Regions from separate parts of the Mus musculus genome. Here region 1 is linked to region 2. A link is a contact called in public HiChIP or PLAC-seq data. All regions are on one chromosome and are shown on one strand. Each heading gives the region's core, a stretch centred on a gene start, on an enhancer-like site or on the middle of the called end of the contact. The rest is flanking DNA. Distances are from core to core; before and after follow the strand shown. Region 1 holds the start of Phlda3 (pleckstrin homology like domain, family A, member 3). Region 2 has its middle 12 kb from the start of Gm32835.

Evidence for each region. HiChIP or PLAC-seq counts read pairs in DNA pulled down with a chosen protein or histone mark.
Region 1: an H3K27ac HiChIP or PLAC-seq map of embryonic stem cells shows a contact between it and region 2, with 23 read pairs. The contact joins the promoter of Phlda3 here to the enhancer-like site in region 2. A contact is called at or near these places in 4 of 39 promoter capture datasets (3T3-L1-derived adipocytes, the SN4741 cell line and embryonic stem cells), 2 of 15 datasets of contacts at CTCF or cohesin (the NIH/3T3 cell line and embryonic stem cells), 7 of 484 Hi-C or Micro-C datasets (the G1E-ER4 cell line, the MPC-11 cell line, embryonic stem cells and 1 more), 10 of 115 datasets of contacts at active chromatin or transcription factors (bone marrow-derived macrophages, embryonic stem cells, epiblast stem cells and 5 more) and 3 of 9 other capture datasets (adipose tissue, embryonic stem cells and liver).

Annotation. Positions count from the first base shown.
Region 1 is chr1:135,762,567-135,768,376 of GRCm38.p6, reverse strand. Phlda3 (pleckstrin homology like domain, family A, member 3) reads right to left here and starts at 2,292. Exons shown (of 2, transcript NM_013750.2): 1 at 1,483-2,292. The coding sequence starts at 1,928. The coding sequence ends at 1,551.
Region 2 is chr1:135,673,438-135,678,852 of GRCm38.p6, reverse strand. It overlaps a transcript of Nav1 not described here. Among named protein-coding and RNA genes, the nearest start is that of Gm32835, 12 kb to the left of the region's middle. Within about 2 kb of position 1,727, at least 24 of the 459 cell types and tissues checked have an H3K27ac peak or open chromatin away from gene starts, as enhancers often do. A contact at or near this core is called in embryonic stem cells and epiblast stem cells, where this site is marked.

The DNA of each region.
Region 1 (5,810 bases), core at 1,043-3,542, 89 kb before region 2:
ACTCCTGTTATCCACAGGGAACAGGTTCCATCCAGGTCATGCCACAGACACTAAAATCCGGGGGCTTCTTTCTCTAACCGGGTGTAGTTTTGCATATAACCTATGCAAACCTCCCATATGCTTGCAGTCATCCCTGTATTATTGTTAATACCTAACACAATGTAATGTTATATAAATTGTCATTAAACTATACTGTTTGGGAAATGATTGACAAGAAAAAAAAAAGGTCTGTGAGTGTTAGGGAAACATTTTTTCCCCCAAGTATTTTTTGACCAGGGATTGACTGGAGAAATGGACAGAAGGCTGATGACATGCTGTGGTCAGTGGAAGCTGCTTCCTCCAGCCCCTCTCTGCGTCCTAAGGGATCATGGTGGACCCATTCTTAGCCCAGAGGGTTTGCTTTACAGCTTCTCTATGGGGGGGGGGGCAGCAAACCAGAGTCTCAAAGGGGCTGGAACACCAGATAATCCCTAGGCTCAGTTGACCTCTGTTTGCTGGAGATGGAAGAGGAGATGGATGAGGTACTTTGGGTGGTGTAGCTGGGTTCAGAGGGACCAAAGCTTCCGTTGGAGAAGTTAAGGGCAGAATTATATAAACCCCAGCTCTGATTCCCATGAGGAGGGAGTAGTATCTGGGGAAGAGGGCACACGGCTAAATGCCATGGCTTCTAGGTTCTATTCTTGGTCCCTCCCTTGAGCCATTCTAACCACAAACCAACCCCCCCACCCCCCACCTTCTGCCTTTAGGAGGATTAAGACATCATGAATAGAGATGCATGGCCCCATCCTGTTCTCAGCCACCCATCCCTCTTCTAGCTTCTCCTCCTCTGGCCCAGCATGCCTTTGGCCAGCACTCATGGATAGGCCAGGCCTATCATCCCTGCAATGATGTCCCGGCCACATCTCACATTCCACATCTCACACTCCTTTATGCTCCCACACCTCAGCCCTGGAGCCCCAGATCCATTATCAAGAATGAGTTTTTGAAGCCATTGGCTCAGCCCAGCCTTCCACTGAGGCCCCACGTAGGGACCTAAGACAGCATGGTTTTGTTCGCAAGCCCTTATAACTCCTTCGATAACTACACCGTAGTGAGTTGTCATCGCAGTTCAACACTTACATTCTCCAGCATGCATTCATTCTGGAAGACAGTCATACAACGCAGGAGTCCTATGGTGAGTGAACCAATCTCTGAGGAGGCCTATCCCACCCGTGCTCTCTCTCCGTGCTCCCACCCATCTTCCTCTCCGACACTTGGGTTACATTAAGGACCCTCCTGCCTGGTGCCCTAGGGAAAGGGCCTGCTCTGCTCACTTGGCAAAAGGCCCGGCTTCCAAAAACACATTCTCTTCGGATCTACGCTCTGTTGGTCCCAACAACCTTCTCTGGGATCGTCCAGCTTTGGGATAGAAATCAAAGCCCCTGGTTTTCTATAGAGAGCAGAGGAGGAAGAAGAGAGAGGATTCAGTGCTCTGGGACTCACCTGACATGTCTTCTGGGCACGGAGATGGGAGAGGGGGGGCATGTCGATAAAATGATACGCCTCATGGTTTAGGACACAAGGGTCCCAGTCCCAAGACTCTGCCGGGCCCGCACAGTCTGGATGGCCTGTTGATTCTTGAACTTGACCAGGCCCAGGGTGATCTGAGCGTTCCAGCCAGGGTCTTCGAGGGGGCAGCGGAAGTCGATCTCGCCCCCGCCTTCGGTCACTAGCGTGAAGTAGATGTGGCGCCCGGTGCTCTCTACGCACTCCACGGCTTTGATGCGGGCGAAGCTGAGCTCCTTGGGCCGGCCGCCCGTGCCCTTGGCCTCGAAGAGCTGCAGCCCGCGCTCGGTGAGCACGCAGCGCTTCCGCTTCCACAGCTGCAGCAGCCCGCCGCTGCGCTTCTCCAGCACGCCCTCCTTCAGCACGGTCGCCGCCGCCGTCATGGGCACCCCGAGGTTCCCACAGCTCTGGAGGCTGCGGCGATCCCGGCTGTCCCGGCTCTACAGCGCCGGCTTCTCGCGCCCTGGAGCTGGTTGGCCTTGCTCCCTGTGCGGTCGAGCCTGCGGCCCGGGCCGCCTCGCAGACAGCGGGTACCGGGAGGCTCGTGCGATGCTACTCTCTCGCCGCCGGCTTGGAACCCTGCGCGCCGCTTCGACCTCCCCGAGCCTCTACCCGGTGCCCTGCGCCTCGCCGCCCGCACGCCCGCTCCCCTGCGCTCCGTCTGCGAGCTGGGCGGCTGCTGGCGGGATGTGCCCTTACATGTTCCACCGCTCGCCTCCTGCGCCGCCCGCCGCGCATTCCTGCCCCGCTGGCCCTCCCCTCTGCGCCGCGCACCCGCCCGGACAGGGCCCCGGGGGGCGGGGCTGCAGTGGGGCTCCAACACCCATCAGCAGCGCGGGCCCGGGAGGGGGCTGCTTTCTCAATAGCCTGCGGGCTGCCCCTTCTTAAAACACCGCTCCGAGCCCCTCACCCGACCCCCAGCCTCAACCGTTCACCCCGGCCTCACACCCGGGGCATAGCAGAAGGAGAAAGAGGAGAAGTGGGGGAGGGCCGAGGATCCTCTCCTAGAGGAGCCAGGTCATTGCTGGCCTGGGGTGGGGCCGGCTTGACGATAACGCAGTGGCACCATGGCAGGGTGGGTGTCAAATACCCGCTGCTTCTCAGAGCACGAGAGTTCTGGTCGCCCAGCCTCTGCCAAAAGCTAGTGTTGGGTCTGTCCACCATCATCAGCAGATGTCTCTCTGCTGGGCTCAAGGGAGGCTGGCCACAGATCTGACAACCTACTCTCCCACCTTTCCCTGCCTCTACTTAGGTAGGCGTTAGAAAATAGTGTGTATAAAGTGGGGAGAGAGAAATCCTGATGGATCAATGGGAAGTAGACACACGTGCTGTGGGTGTGGGGTTGTCTCACAGAGCATTGACTTGGAGCCCAACCATGCCTACTGCAGTTAGCCCTCAGCCTTGTGGCTTCTCTGCAGAGTCCACAGCAGAGAATGGGCTTCTCCTGGGACACTATGCTGAAGGGAGACAGGCTTTTCTCAGTTGACTTCAAACCTCTCCTACCTGGCCAATGGCTCTAACCTTATTCCATACTTTCATGTATCAAATGGGATAACTAATCCATTCTGATCTGGTAGGATTGTTGCGAAGAGCAACTTAGTGACCATTCGTGAAGACCCGGGACAGATCTGCCAACTCAGTTATTTCTCTCTTCCTACTATGTCTTCCATCATATAAGGTCAGAAGCCGGAGAAAGATGTCTCTCCTAGGACCTCCCTCATCTGGCCCTCTTGGTCAACCCCTCCAGGCCAAAGTTTCTTAAACACCTACTCATGGACATGTTAATCGTAAAGGTTCTGGGACTAATGATAAATAATTAGTCAGAAAGAAGACCTCTTTGTACTCACACCTCCTGTTTTGGTCCTCGGTGTCGAAAAACTAACGGGCACAGGGAGGATTCTGTTGTGAGCCGGGGGTATCCTCCCCTGCAGAACCAAGCCAGCTGTGGAGAGAAAGAGTCATCAGTTTCCCATCCAGAGCCCTGTCTGTCCCTCCCTCTGACCTTCTCCCTGTCCCTCAGCTCCCAACTCCCACAATGCCACTCCAGGAGAGAGATTAGACAGTGCCCTTAGGGACTTGTCGGCCAGCCACTATGGTGTGGCTTTCCCCTCAGCCTTCTTCTAGGGACTGCTGAGTTGACCAACCTGGCAGAATCCTGCCTTAACCAACCCTCTCTCCTTTAGGAAATGGGGGTGGGAGTGGGACCGGGAGGAGTGTCTCCATTGAGCCCATCTCTACTGCTTCCTTCTCGTTCACTGATGCTTTCTATAACTACTGGATCATTCTCAAGACAAAATTTACAGAGCCCTCCCCCATGCTTTAAATTCTCATGAGAGATAGGGCATAGTGTTTTGCTCACATTTTCTCATGAGGGAAAAAAAAAACAAGGCAGAGAACTCAAACAACTTAACCGGGATCCTGCAGCTTTGTAATCAGAGAGTCTAGGGCATGAATGTATTGGTGGCTTACAGGACCTGGAATCTGCTGGTGACATCACCCTGCCTCTCCATAAACACTGAGCCCTTGTAACACATGACATGGCCACCCACACTCTTTCCTTACTGGCTGGAGGGTTAGAGGCTTCTAAGCGGTGGAGAAAGGAAGGGAAAGGGTGGTGACATCAGGTAAAAAGAGAGTGAGCAAAGGGGCCTAGGAGGAAACTCCGTGGAGCATCATGCTCTGGGCCCCTCTACTGCTGTCCCAATGGCCAGAGTCAGTCTTTGGAATCCAGGAGTCATCTTGAGACCCTGCAGTCACGTGACCTCCTGGGGTTAGGAAAGATAATTCAGTTCCCCCCAGGACTGGCTTCTTTCCTGGAAGCCCTATCTGAGGGGGACTCAGGTCCGGGTTGTACTAATTAAATATTGAGATCAAGTTTCCAAGAGCAGAGGGTGCAGAGCGTGCCTCCCCATCAGGGTTACTACACCAGGAGCAGGAACCAGGCCCCTGACCCGGGGAAGGAAGGTTGGGTCCTGGGACTCTGATTGGACTCTTACTGACTTGTTGACCCCACATGGGACAGATGGACAGAATGTCCCCTGTAGCAACTCAGAGCTGCCACCTCCCCTTCCCCCTACCAAATAGAAAGCTGATCTGCCCTGTCAGGCAAGCTGAGTCCAGCTGTTTGGGGCTGACTCAAAATGCCCTGAGGAGGGGGCAGGGAGTGAGCCAAGAATGTCTCTAGCTATGAATGTCCCATTCTACATTCTACTTACTGTAAGGACGGAAGAGACCACGCGGAGGGACACGCACAGCTGGGTGAAGAGCCACAGTCAGCCAACCAACCAACAAAGTAACTGGATTTATCTTTTTAATCATTTATTTTTATTTTATGTGCTTTGGTGCTTTGCCTACATTTATATCTGTATTTGTGAGCTACCACGTGGGTGCTGGGAATTGAACTCAGGTCCTGTGGAAGAACAGTCAGTACTCAGCTGAGCCAGCTCTCCAGTGGAGTATTCTCTCCAGCCCTAGAGCTATTGTTTTAAACATTTACTTGAAGAAATTAAGCCAGGGAGTAATACATTGCTAGACAAAGGAACAGCAGTAAAGATAATTTTATCGACAGTGTAGAACGTGGCAGAGGGATGCAGAGCTGTAATAACTACAAATAAAAGCAAAAGGATAAAACAGGCAAGGCTGAAGCAGTGGTGGTGCACGCCTTCAGTCCAGCACCCAGCAGGTAGAGGCAGGCAAATCTCTGAGTTTCGGGCCAACCTGGTCTACAAAGCAAGTTTCAGGACAGCCAGGGCTACACAGAGAAACTTTGTCTAGGGGGATGGAGGGTAAAAAAAAAAAAAAAAATCAAGGTTTTTCTTGTCTAAAATAAATGTAAACAAATTTTCAAAAATAAAATATATTAATATTAAATTTTAAACTAATCCAGCATAATAATACACACCTATAATCCCAGCACTCCAGAGGCAGGAGGACTGCCACAAGTTTGAGGCTAGTCTGGTCTACATCTAGGCTGGGTTGAGCTACATAGTAAGACCCTGTCTCAAAAGAAAAAAAAAGTCAACTATGTAAAATGATGATACACTTTGCCCAGGATCCACAAGAGTGACGAGTAAGATGAACGCAGCAACATGCCGGCAAGGCCCTCTGGGACTGCTGGTCTGGGACCTGCTCTAGATTCTAACCTCAACCCCCTTCCTCATGATATTTGCACTTTGCATTCTGACTGAAGGGAGCATTACAACCTCCCGCAGTTCTTTGTTCTTTATCTTCTTACCTTTTTCATGAGATTTTCCCCAATACCCTGC
Region 2 (5,415 bases), core at 478-2,977:
TACACACACACATACACACACACATACACACACATACATACACACATACACACGCACACGCATACACACACACACACACAATCATATTGCTGATTTTATTCTTCCTGCTCCCTTGTAACCCAGGTAGTCAAAGCAACAGCGTAAACGGGTTGTGTTTTGAAATTTGTTTCTTATTTTCTCATCAGAATTGAGAATAACATAAAGTTAAGCCTATGTCAGATTTACAACTCATTAAAATCTCTTTGCTAAAATGCTTAGCTAGTTTAGGGCAAATAAATGGGCCACTCCCATTTTACAGATCTATGCTGTCCAGCCTTGTGGTTACTCCCAGTCCCCTTTTAAATGCCATCACAAACACACCACACCACACCACACCACACCACACCACACCACACCACACCACACCACACCACACCACACCGGAGGCATTTCCCCTCCTTCTTGCCTTTAGAGAAATCAGAGGCTGCTAGAGAAATCTAGACAGTGAGCACGTGGCTGGGTGGCCTTGGGACGTGGATGAGGACTGCCACGGAGTTGGCTGCAGACACTGTGGCCTCTCTGCACCCACACCCAAGCCTACACAAAGGCCTCCGTTTTGGGGGGTGATGGGCAGGGGATGGCCTGAGGTCTGTGAAGCCAGAGCAGGGCTGAGAAAAATGGACAGCACATAGTAGGGGCTCGGAAAACATTTACAGATTGGTTACTCAGGGATCAAAGTCACCTTTAAACTCAACTGAGGCTGGAGGGGGGGGGCGGGCAGGGCGGGGCGGGAATGCCTATCTATCCCCCTTATCAGCCCCCCCCCCCCCAGTACCCTGGATCCAGACTTTCCTGGCTGTCTTGGTGGCCACCTCTTGCTTCCTCTGCCTCTCTTTGATGTTGGGCCTCTGAAGTGTGATTTTAGAGAAAACTCACAGGCCTGACTTGGGATCCTGTAATTTCCCCAACCTTCAGTTTTCTTATCCAGAAGACAATGGTGGCATTAGCTGATCTTCAGAATTGTGGTGCTCTAGGGAGGAGCTGGTGCTCTGGTGTGGTGCTCCAGGGAGGAGCTGGTGCTCTGGTGTGGTGCTCCAGGGAGGAGCTGGTGCTCTGGTACAAAGTGAATGTTGCTTATGACCGTTGGCCCTGACCCATGTTCAGGGACCCATGTTTCTATACTTACTAACAATTGGCCCACAGAGGGTCTGTGTCAGACAGGAAAGTGACTGAACGAAGTCACTGTTGCATCAAACATGCAGCCCCAGCACTGCAGATTACTCTTTTGGGAGGATTTATTCCCAATAGGGTATTTATACACCAGACATGTGGTGGGACAATGTTACCTTGTCATGGGATCAGAGAGGTATGTCCTGTGCCAGCTCTGAGATATATAATCCCACTGAGTCCACTGGGCCCCAGACTGCAGTGTGTGTGTGTGTGTGTGTGTGTGTGTGTGTGTGTGTGTGTGTGTGTGTAATGAGTGTGACCCGACTGCAGTGTGTGTGTGTGTGTGTGTGTGTGTGTGTGTGTGTAATGAGTGTGACCCGAGGTTTTGTTTGGCAAGACTGACCCATTATCTGGTCTAGTCTGTGTCTCAGAGTATTACAAATAGCACTGGCTTCAGAAGGAGGGATCGCAGATGTAACTGAGGCAAAAAATATGGAAAGGTGGGAGGTTTGAATTGGCTTGTGGGTTAAAAGGCAGATGGGTCCATCTCCATGACAATGGGACATCCGGGAGCTCTCTGCCTAGTTGCCTCTGAGGCAGAGCTCTGCCTTACAAAGCTGGAAAGAGCCAGGCTCCGTGGTCCTAGGGCTGAGGTTGCTGCTCTGTTTTCTTCCACCTGCATCTTTGTACTAAGCCTGGACAGGGTCCTAAATAGGCCTGGCGAGATTCAGAGAAGGAAATAGGATCCCGCAGTCCCCTGCAGTCTTCTGAAAATCTAGACTTCCTTACAAATAAAAAGGAAATGCCCTCTTTCTTTTTTGTTGTATATGATTTTCATTTAAATCAAAATAAAATTTACCAACAGTCATGTGAACAGATCGTAAGTGTCTGGTTTGATGTGTTTTTGACGACACAGAACTGTTCCAAGAGCCTATCCCCCGTCCCCGTCCTTTTCATCAGTAGATAACCCCCACAGCTGTGTCACAGAGCTGATGTGTATCGCCATAAATTAGTTTTGTCTATAATGAATTCTATAAGAACGAATAGTGGAATGTGTTCTAGTTTGAGTCTGATGTTTTAGCCGAGCATAAATTACTTACAGGTAAAAGAAATTTTTTGGTTCTGCCAAGTTTGATAGACACATCCTCCTTGAGCTGTAGGATTTGGTTTGTGTTGTGTTGTTTGTGTTGTTTCTGCACAGTCTCACAGTGTGATCCAGCCTCGGCTCAGACTTGTAGCAATCCTCCTGCTTATCTCCGTGCATTCTGGGATTGCTGACATAATCGAACACACTCAGCCCTTTGCGTCTTTTCGTTTCTGATATGAAAGGACCACAGCTTATAAGCTGTGGTCCTTAATTACACCACCGGGCAACTGTGATACCCATCGGGGTTCCGAGGGCTCGGATACACCAGTAGGGAGATGAGCATGGTCTTTGTACTTGGGAGGGTAAAGTCAGGTAATCACAACTTCCAGGCAAACCTGGGCTCCACTGTCAGTCTGAGGCCAGCCTGGGCAACTCAGTGCAACCCAACCCAGGGAGGGTGAAAGGAGAGAAGAGTAAAAGCAATTGTGGCAACCCTTAGAGGAGTCCTAGACGTGTCCTTGTTGACTTTGTTTCTAGACCATCTTTGGTTCCTATGGTGACCTTCCATTCTGTTCTAGACTGCAGCCACCTCCACCCTGTGCAGTGCAGACTCTTCCTCGGTAGAGGGTGGTGTGCTCTCTCCAAGTTCACTGGTCTGTATTGAACTGGTGTGTGTCAACAGGCAGGTGTGTCTGTCCCTGCCTGTGAAAGACAAAGGGGCCTGAGCAGAACAGGGTCCTGTTGGTGACGGAGAGGGTGGAGACCCCGAGGGGGGCAGCCGGCTAACAGGGGTATTGTCCCAGGCGGGGGTGGGATTGGGGGTTGTGTGTGACTGTGCACGGTTGGGAACCCAGCACTCAGCATGAGTCTGATTCACAGGGAGCGTTGATAAAGCAATGTTGATGACTAATGGTCTGGAAAAGGGGAGCTGGGGCAACAAACCCACTGCCACACTCCAGCTATGGAAGGTCTGAGCTTAGCCCCGCTGGGAGAGGAAGGACAGATAAGGTTTCACAAAGGAACACCCAGCAGGGTGGAGCGATTGCGGTCTGTGGGAGATACACAATGGCTGGAGAGCCAAGAGCAGGAGCAGTATTTTTAGAGGATCACTGGCCTAGGAGTGGAACCCTCTGTACCCCTTGGTGCAGCTCATGTAAGCTTCTTTCCTCTTAGAGACCTCCTCCCTCAAGCCGGTGTCATATCAGGTGTCCTGTGGCCGCTGTAACAAACTGGGTGGCAGAAGCTCATCAGTATATGGTGATGCCTGTAATCCCAACATGCAGAGGCTGAGGCAGGAGGATAGAGTTGGAGGCTAACCTGGACTACACAGAAAAGCCCCGTCTCATCGGGGCTAGAAAGAGGGATGGCTCAGTGGTTAAGAACTTTGGCTTTGCTTACTAAGGACCCGAGTTTGGTTCCCAGCACCCACTTGTAACTCTAGTCTCAGAGAATCCAATGTGTTCCTCTGGCCCCCAGGCAGGCAGATGGTATACATACATACATACATACATACATACTACATACATACTACATACATACATACATACATACATGCAGAAAAACAGCCATACACATAAAATAACTGAATAGTTTTGATTTTTTTAAACTCTTTTATTTACATGTATGTCTCTCCAATCCCAACAAGTAAATCTAAAAAGAAAAAGCTAGTTTCGGTAGTGCGTTCTTTAATCCCAGCAGAGGCAGGTCTACATAGAGAGTTCCAAGCCAGCCAGAGTCACGTGGTGAGACACTGCCTCAAACACAAACAAACAAGCTATTTTGTATAGTGTCTCAGAAAACTGAACAAACAACAAGATTCCTCCAAGAAGTTCATTTGTTTACGGTTTTAGCAACTGAAAGTCTAAAATCAAGATAACAGTAGGGCAAGGGCTGGAGGGCTAGCTCAGTGTTGAGACCACTGGCTATTCTTTCAGAGAACCCATATTCAATTTTCAGAACCTACATGATGGCTCACAACTGTCTGTACCTCCTGTTCCAGGGGATTCAACATCCTCCTCTGGCCTTTGTGGGCACTGGGCATCAACATGGTACACAGACATGCATGCAGGCAAAACACCCATACACATACAATGACAAATAAGTCCTTAAAAAACAGTAGTGTCACATTCATACCATGAAACCCACAGCGAAGAGTCCCTCTTGCCTCTTCTCACTGCCAGTGTTTGCCAGCACTTGGCCTCCCTTGGTCTGCAGATCCATCAATCCAGACTTCCTCTCCATCACTATGGTCCATCACTATGGAGACCACATGGTTTTCCTGTGGCCCTCTCATATTGTCTGATTGCTGTGTGTGTCTGTGTCCAAATGGCCCTCTTGTTAGTACAGAGGTCATATCGGGTGAGAGACCCACTTCCTACCTCGACCAGACGTCATTTTAACCAATTATATCTGCCATGACCCTACTCCAAATAAAACCATCTTCTGAGAAAAATTGGAATTCAACTGTCTTTACTGGTGACACCTTCAGTCCACCCGAAGATGCCACCACAGCTGGAGTACTCCTTTGTAGGTGTGATGTGTTAGGCAAGTGTCAAGGGATTTTTAGCCTGGGTTATGACTGATCTGTCCCTTGGGACAGAATTCATATAAATCTCTCTGAGTCTCTTTCTTACAAAACGGACCTCAGGTTCTCCCCACAAGTAGAGCCTGTGGCTCTGCCTCTGAAGTTAGGGCTCCAGGGCACTGGGAGAGTTGTGGGGCCCTTGCACATACAGACATCATCAAAGAAACCCAGGTTGGAACCCAAGAGACACTTCAACTCTGATACTCATCTGCGATCTCAGGTTTCTCGTCCTGATGTCAAGGATCACGGAAAGCCAGTGTCCTCCACCGCAGTCCCTGTGCGGTGGCCCCTTCCTCAGTGAGGTCTACAAGGAGGGAGCCACACTATAAATAGCACCCCACATCCAAAGTCCTTCTTCCTGTGCAGGAAGCACCGAGGTCTAAAGGAAGGAAAAACGTGTTTCCGGAAGAGAGGCCAGGAAAAAGAAAAGCCAAGCGGGGGCGGACCCAGCTGAGTTCCGGGTGCTGGATGAGAGATGCAATGAGGCCGGTTCAGCAGGTGTATGCTAGGGTTTGATGCCAGCTTCTGGTGTTGGCATGTGACCCTGCCTGGGGCCTGCCGTTCAAGGACCTCCTGAGAATGGAAAGAGACCCGT